2 separate regions of the Triticum aestivum genome follow, and region 2 is linked to region 1. Evidence: chromatin contacts called from public Hi-C data. All regions are on one chromosome and are shown on one strand. Each heading gives the region's core, a stretch centred on a gene start, on an enhancer-like site or on the middle of the called end of the contact. The rest is flanking DNA. Distances are from core to core; before and after follow the strand shown.

Region 1 (2,700 bases), core at 166-2,665:
TATGCAGTAAATTTTCAACACTATGAACCAAAATAGGGACTGAGAACCACAATATGCAGTAACAAATGTTCAACACTATGACCAAGACACCCGTGATTGCATTAAATTTCGTCCAATTCTGCAAAAATGAATTGTTTTCCACTATGTCCATGCAGCTTAATTTACAAAACAGGCAATATAAAAAAAAATACTCGGTTTGCCGCAAAAATAGCAATTCTGTTGTAGTTTAGTGCCCATTGTTTCTGCACACTACACAGTATCTTTGATGACAAGGTTTGGTAATCAGAACCAATGATATTAGAGGACAGTAAAGTTGATGAAGATTCGAGAACACGGCACAACTTGACAGGGCCAGTAGAATAGGCAATGTGACTTTTAATCCATCATGAAACTAGAGCCAATTGCAGTTCTATTAACTACTTAAAAAAGTGCAAGTATGACAAATATTTGATTAAAAAGGGAGATCAGAGGTTCAGAAATACACCAGTTTTATTTGGGAGTGGGCACAGCTTGCCATCCACAGAGAGAGTGAGCAAACATCTTACAAGAAGTATGATACAATTATTTGATGAAATTAAAAAAAAATTGTTTGACGAATATGCAGTAAGAAGCAGCTAAGTGCTTGAGGAATGAACGGCGTTAGCCTGCGGCAGCAGATATACCTTGGAAATGCGCTCCGGGTTTGGGAAGCGCATGCTCTCTGAAGCCAGCATCTGGCGTTGAGACATGAGCATGTTCTTCTCCTTTAGCAGGACATACCACAGCTTATGAAGGTCGTCCCAAGACTTGAGGCGTAATTCAGAAGCCTTCCAACCACGACCTACCAATTAATGTATACAGTAGATTTGTAATTTGCAAATTAATTATAATCATTTTAGGCTGAACCATATGGATGTGAAGGAGGGATGTCACGGTTACTGTAGCTTGCGTGACATCCCTTGAGGATGTTAGAGGATCCGGTTGCTGATGAGGATGTGCTCTAGAAGCATTCGCGTGAACCAAGGAATGTGTAGCGCCTGCCCATCGATGATCCGCGAACGGCGAACCCCACCTGGCCTGACTCTACATGGGATGGAAAAGTTGGGGGCGAGCGGGAGGGAGGGAGGAACGTACCGTAGTGGGGAGCGGGCTGGTCGTCCTCGGTGCTCCGCTCGACCTCGAACAACTCCTCGAGGGGGTTCTGCGCCTTCCTCGCCAGCGACGTCGAGGCGGCGGCGGCGCCCTCGGGCGCGGCGGTGGAGAAGAGCCGCCTCGCGAGCACCCTCGACATGGAGAGCATCGCGGCGGAGCCGGATCGAGGGATCGGGCGGGCGGCGGCGGCGGCGGCGGCGGCAGCGAGAGGACGCAGTGGAGGGAGTGAGGGGGAAGGGAACGACGGGAAGAGCGTTTGCCCGCTAACACCGTAGCTGGGCTGGGCCGGGCCACTTGAAACTCAGTGCGAGAGGCGATCTCCTATTTTAAAATAAATAAATAATGATAAAACTTCTGAAAACCACCATGAATATATTTCTTATAAAAACACAACGAGCCACTATTGCACATGGAATAATAAAGGTGAACCGTTTTTCAAGAGAGGATGACCATTTTTTGTATGCACGATGAACGTTTCTTCAAAAAACACGATGACTGCACTCCTCATAGACAATGACAAAAGAAAAATTAAATCGCTACGAACAATTGCGACAACCACTATGCATATATAAATTTAAAATACACGACGAACCAAAATAAGAAGCCGTGAGAAAGGGGAATAATAAGAAAGGAACAATGAAATAAGGAAATAAATGAGAAAAGGAAAGGGTCATCTATTCAAGATTAGAAAGAAAAAAAAATCAAGTGATTAGAAGTGTTCCAACATTTTACAGCAATGCACTGGTGTCAGGAATGCTCTTATGTTATGGGACAGACGGGGTACATGTTTAAAGGAGTTTCTTTTTATCAGTTTTGCCACTAAAAATATTCAAGCAATTGTAAAAACAGATAGAAACAAAAACAAAAAACATGATAAAAGACATAAAAAATAAAGAGGGAAAGAAAAAAAGGGTGAAAGTAATTGAAAACGATAAAAAAGATACATAAAAGAAGAAAAGGAAAGGAAAATGAATAATTAAAGAAAAACAGAAATTTGAAATTGGAATACAAACGTGAACAAAGCTACAACCCTCAGCAGCTAGATCTTGTAATAAGCGAGGTAATAGTGTTTGCGGATTGAGAAGTTGGGTTTGCGGATTGGGAAGAAGGGTTTAGATGCGAAGAGAGGGATTTTGGTAGGACTTGGTGAAGGAAATGTGTGCGTCTGCCCTAGGCGCAGTGCTGGGTTTTTTTATATTTTGCTTTTGTAATAAAACACATTTTTTTTCTTTAAATCGGCAGCGCCATGTATGGTTGGGCTCTTTAGTTGTGAGCTTCGATCAATAAAGCTTGGCATTTCTTAAAATAAAATGAAATTATATGCATGAGTTTTTTCCCCAAGTGGTAGCTTTATCTCCAACACTTGGGCTTGACGTGTTGTTGCTGCTGCTGCTTTGATGTACAAATAGAAGCCGATTTCAACCACAGCCTAGTACCCCTCCAAAAAAAAAAACAGGGAACAGAAAACTCATCTTCTAGCTTTGGAAGTTTACATGTAATAGGCAGGGAACAGGGTAATTCTCTACCATGGTTCTGCTCATTGAAAAGCCATCCAGAATTGCAAACCAA
Region 2 (2,761 bases), core at 86-2,585, 400 kb after region 1:
GCACTGTCGGTCGATATTTGTAGCAGCGCGGGTTACATAGAGCGCGCTACTGCTAAACACTTGTCAGTAGCGGGTTTTCCACACCCGCGCTGCTGCTAATTAGCAGCAACGCTCCTTTTTGAGCCGCGCCGCTGCTAAGATTCTGTGTATATGGTTTTCCCTTGTAGTGGTGCTTTCTCTCCTGACTGCTGATCTCTCCCTCCAGATGCTTCTCCAGCATGAGAGCTGCCTCTACTATTGCCACTGCTGACCACTGCACTTGCCACACCTTCCTTGCTAGTCGCATTCCTTCCGGAATCAGACCGCAGCCAACTACCCCATTGAGCTGCAGGTTCAACAGGGGTTTCACAATGGCCATTAACATGAACCAACCTCCCACAATCAAAACAGAAATGAAGGATCTTCTCGTAGGAAAATTCAAACCAAGTCTTCTCATGATCATCAGCCTTTTCCTTAAGAAAGAAGCCCCTAACCAGAGGCTCAAAAACAGAAATCTTTGTTCGAATTCGTAGTTGGTTTCCACGTGCAACGCCCTCCCTGTCCACATCAACTTCAATTGTTTCACCCAGCCAATTACCAAGCGCCCTCCCAAACACATATGTTCTCTTGTCTTGTCAGGTGGGGAATCAGAGGCCGTAACCCAGACATCTATCTTATGAAACACCATCTCCGAGGGCCTCGTACCTCCTTCATAGTCCTTCATTATCAAAACAGCAAAGTCATATTGCCATGGGCCATTATTGAGAACATGCCTCCAGTCACCCTCGCTCCCAAACTGAACAGATATGATTTTAGGACCGATCTCTCCAATCTTCGAGGCTTCTCGGTGCAGCCCCCACGCCCTAGGCAAGGTTTTCTCTAACACTGGCATCTTCAGCGGGCGCGGCGAGCAAACTTTCCCCACCGCCGCCCATCTATGTCGTCTCTGAGCGTTTGGCGTTGGATCTTCAAACACAAGTCCCGCCTCCTCCTTCTCCGTTAGGGCCATCCCGCCCAACCTCGCCGAAAGACTCGCCGACGGATCTGGCGTTTTGCTCTCCACAGGTGATGCGGACTTTCCTTGACCAGCAGGTCCCGCCTCCTTCCTCGCCGGCGTCGCCGCCACTAATCGGCGAGTTGGAGTTGCTTTGACAATGGCTGAGAGATCAAAGACCGACCGAACAAACAAACAGCGACCCTTCCTCCGTGGACCGGACGCGTCGCCGTCCCCATCGTCCCGTCCCCCGAAGCAAACGGACGGGCCAAATCCACGCCGTGTTTTTTTCGAAATCCAACGTCCGCCCCCAGCACAGCACACGCACAGCTAGCCCAACACCGAAACCAAACCACCCGAGCCGGCCGCCAGCCTAGCCCACCCCACCACGCCACGCCACTCCGCCAACCCCCCCCCCCCCCCCCCCCCCTCTCCCTTTCCCCACTCCCCCATCGTCGCCGTCGTCAACCCCACCACCGCCAAATCCCTCCCCCCCCCCGCGGCGCCCCCCCGAATCCCCCCCGCAGATCCGCCCCGCCGCCGGCCGGCACCGCGGCAGCGCTCCCCGCCCGCCCGCCCAAACCCTAGCCCCCCTCCCACCCCACCCCCCCGCGCGGAGATCTGACTGACTGACAGACATACGCGGGCGAGGCGGCGGAGCCGGAGCCGGGGCCCCGACGAGATGGGGGACTTCAACGTGGCGCTGGTGATCGTGGCGGCGGTGGTCAGCGTCCTCGTCCTGCTCGTCAGCGTCTACCTGCTCGTCAACTACCAGCACCCCGACGACGCCAACCAGGCCTGGTTCCCCAAGCTCGTCGTCGTGCTCGGCATCACCGTCGCCGTCCTCTCCATCCTCATGCTCCCCGCCGACGTCGCCAACCGCCAGGCCTGCAGGCGGGCCGTCTACAGCGGCGCCTGCGCCCTCACCCTCCCCATGAAGACGCTCTGGCTCGTCGTCTACATCGCCGACGCCGTCCTCGTCTTCCTCGTCATCCCCTTCGCCATGTTCTACTACGAGGGCGACCAGGACAAGTAATTTTCGATTCCTCTTCTTCCTTCCTTCCTTCCTTCCGCGCTCGGCTTGCTTCGCTGACTGGATAGATCCGCCTGCGTCCAGGTCCGTCGGGAAGAGGCTCAAGAGCGCCCTCATCTGGGTCGTCGCCTCCGCCGTCGTCTGCGGCCTCGTCCTCGGCATCCTATACGGTGCGGATCGCCCTTGACTTTTGTCTGCCTGAACCCATTTGTTTTGCTCTGCTCTGCTCACCCTTAATCTTCTTCGAGAGAGTTTGAACGATTTGAGCTTCAAATGTGGCCCTGCTCACCTGAATCTCGAGGTGTTGCTCTTGTAAATTGGAGGAGCCTCGAGCTTCAAAGCTTTCACGTTTTTCATCCATGAGCAGTCAATGCTGTATAGCCAGATCTGAAATTGCTACTGTTTTCATTAGTCGATTCATCCTTCCTCTGCGTATCTAGTGGTGCCCGTTCTTAGACCTCTGAATTGTCTACTCTCACCACTTGTTTTGCTGTCCTAGGTTGCAGCTTATACATCTGGACTGGTTAATCCTACCTGTGTTTGTCTATTGCCCATTGTACCTCTGAATTGTGTTTTTCACAGCTTGTTTTGTTGTACGGCGTGCTTTACTTTCACTGTTTACATTCACCTGACTAGATATGTTGTCCATGCCCATTGACTCTGATTGTGTTTTTCACAGTTTTTTGGTCCTAGTTCACCTGTTCTTTCACCGTATTAGCCTTGTATGTCACTGACCTATGCATCTGTTTTTTCAC

The links. A called contact is a pair of places that touch in the nucleus more often than the background predicts.
Region 2: a Hi-C map of leaf shows a contact between it and region 1, with 6 times the contacts expected there. The contact joins the promoter of LOC123088247 here to the promoter of LOC123088245 in region 1. A contact is called at or near these places in 4 of 5 Hi-C or Micro-C datasets (leaf and an unstated tissue).

What each region holds. Positions count from the first base shown.
Region 1 is chr4A:703,852,768-703,855,467 of IWGSC CS RefSeq v2.1, forward strand. It overlaps LOC123088245 (39S ribosomal protein L47, mitochondrial), which reads right to left and starts at 1,416. Exons shown (of 3, transcript XM_044510441.1): 1 at 1,114-1,416; 2 at 663-820. The coding sequence starts at 1,279. LOC123088246 (nucleolar protein 10) reads right to left here. Exons shown (of 16, transcript XM_044510442.1): 16 at 2,589-2,700.
Region 2 is chr4A:704,251,782-704,254,542 of IWGSC CS RefSeq v2.1, forward strand. It overlaps LOC123088247 (LIMR family protein Os06g0128200), which reads left to right and starts at 1,336. Exons shown (of 14, transcript XM_044510443.1): 1 at 1,336-2,005; 2 at 2,091-2,176. The coding sequence starts at 1,656.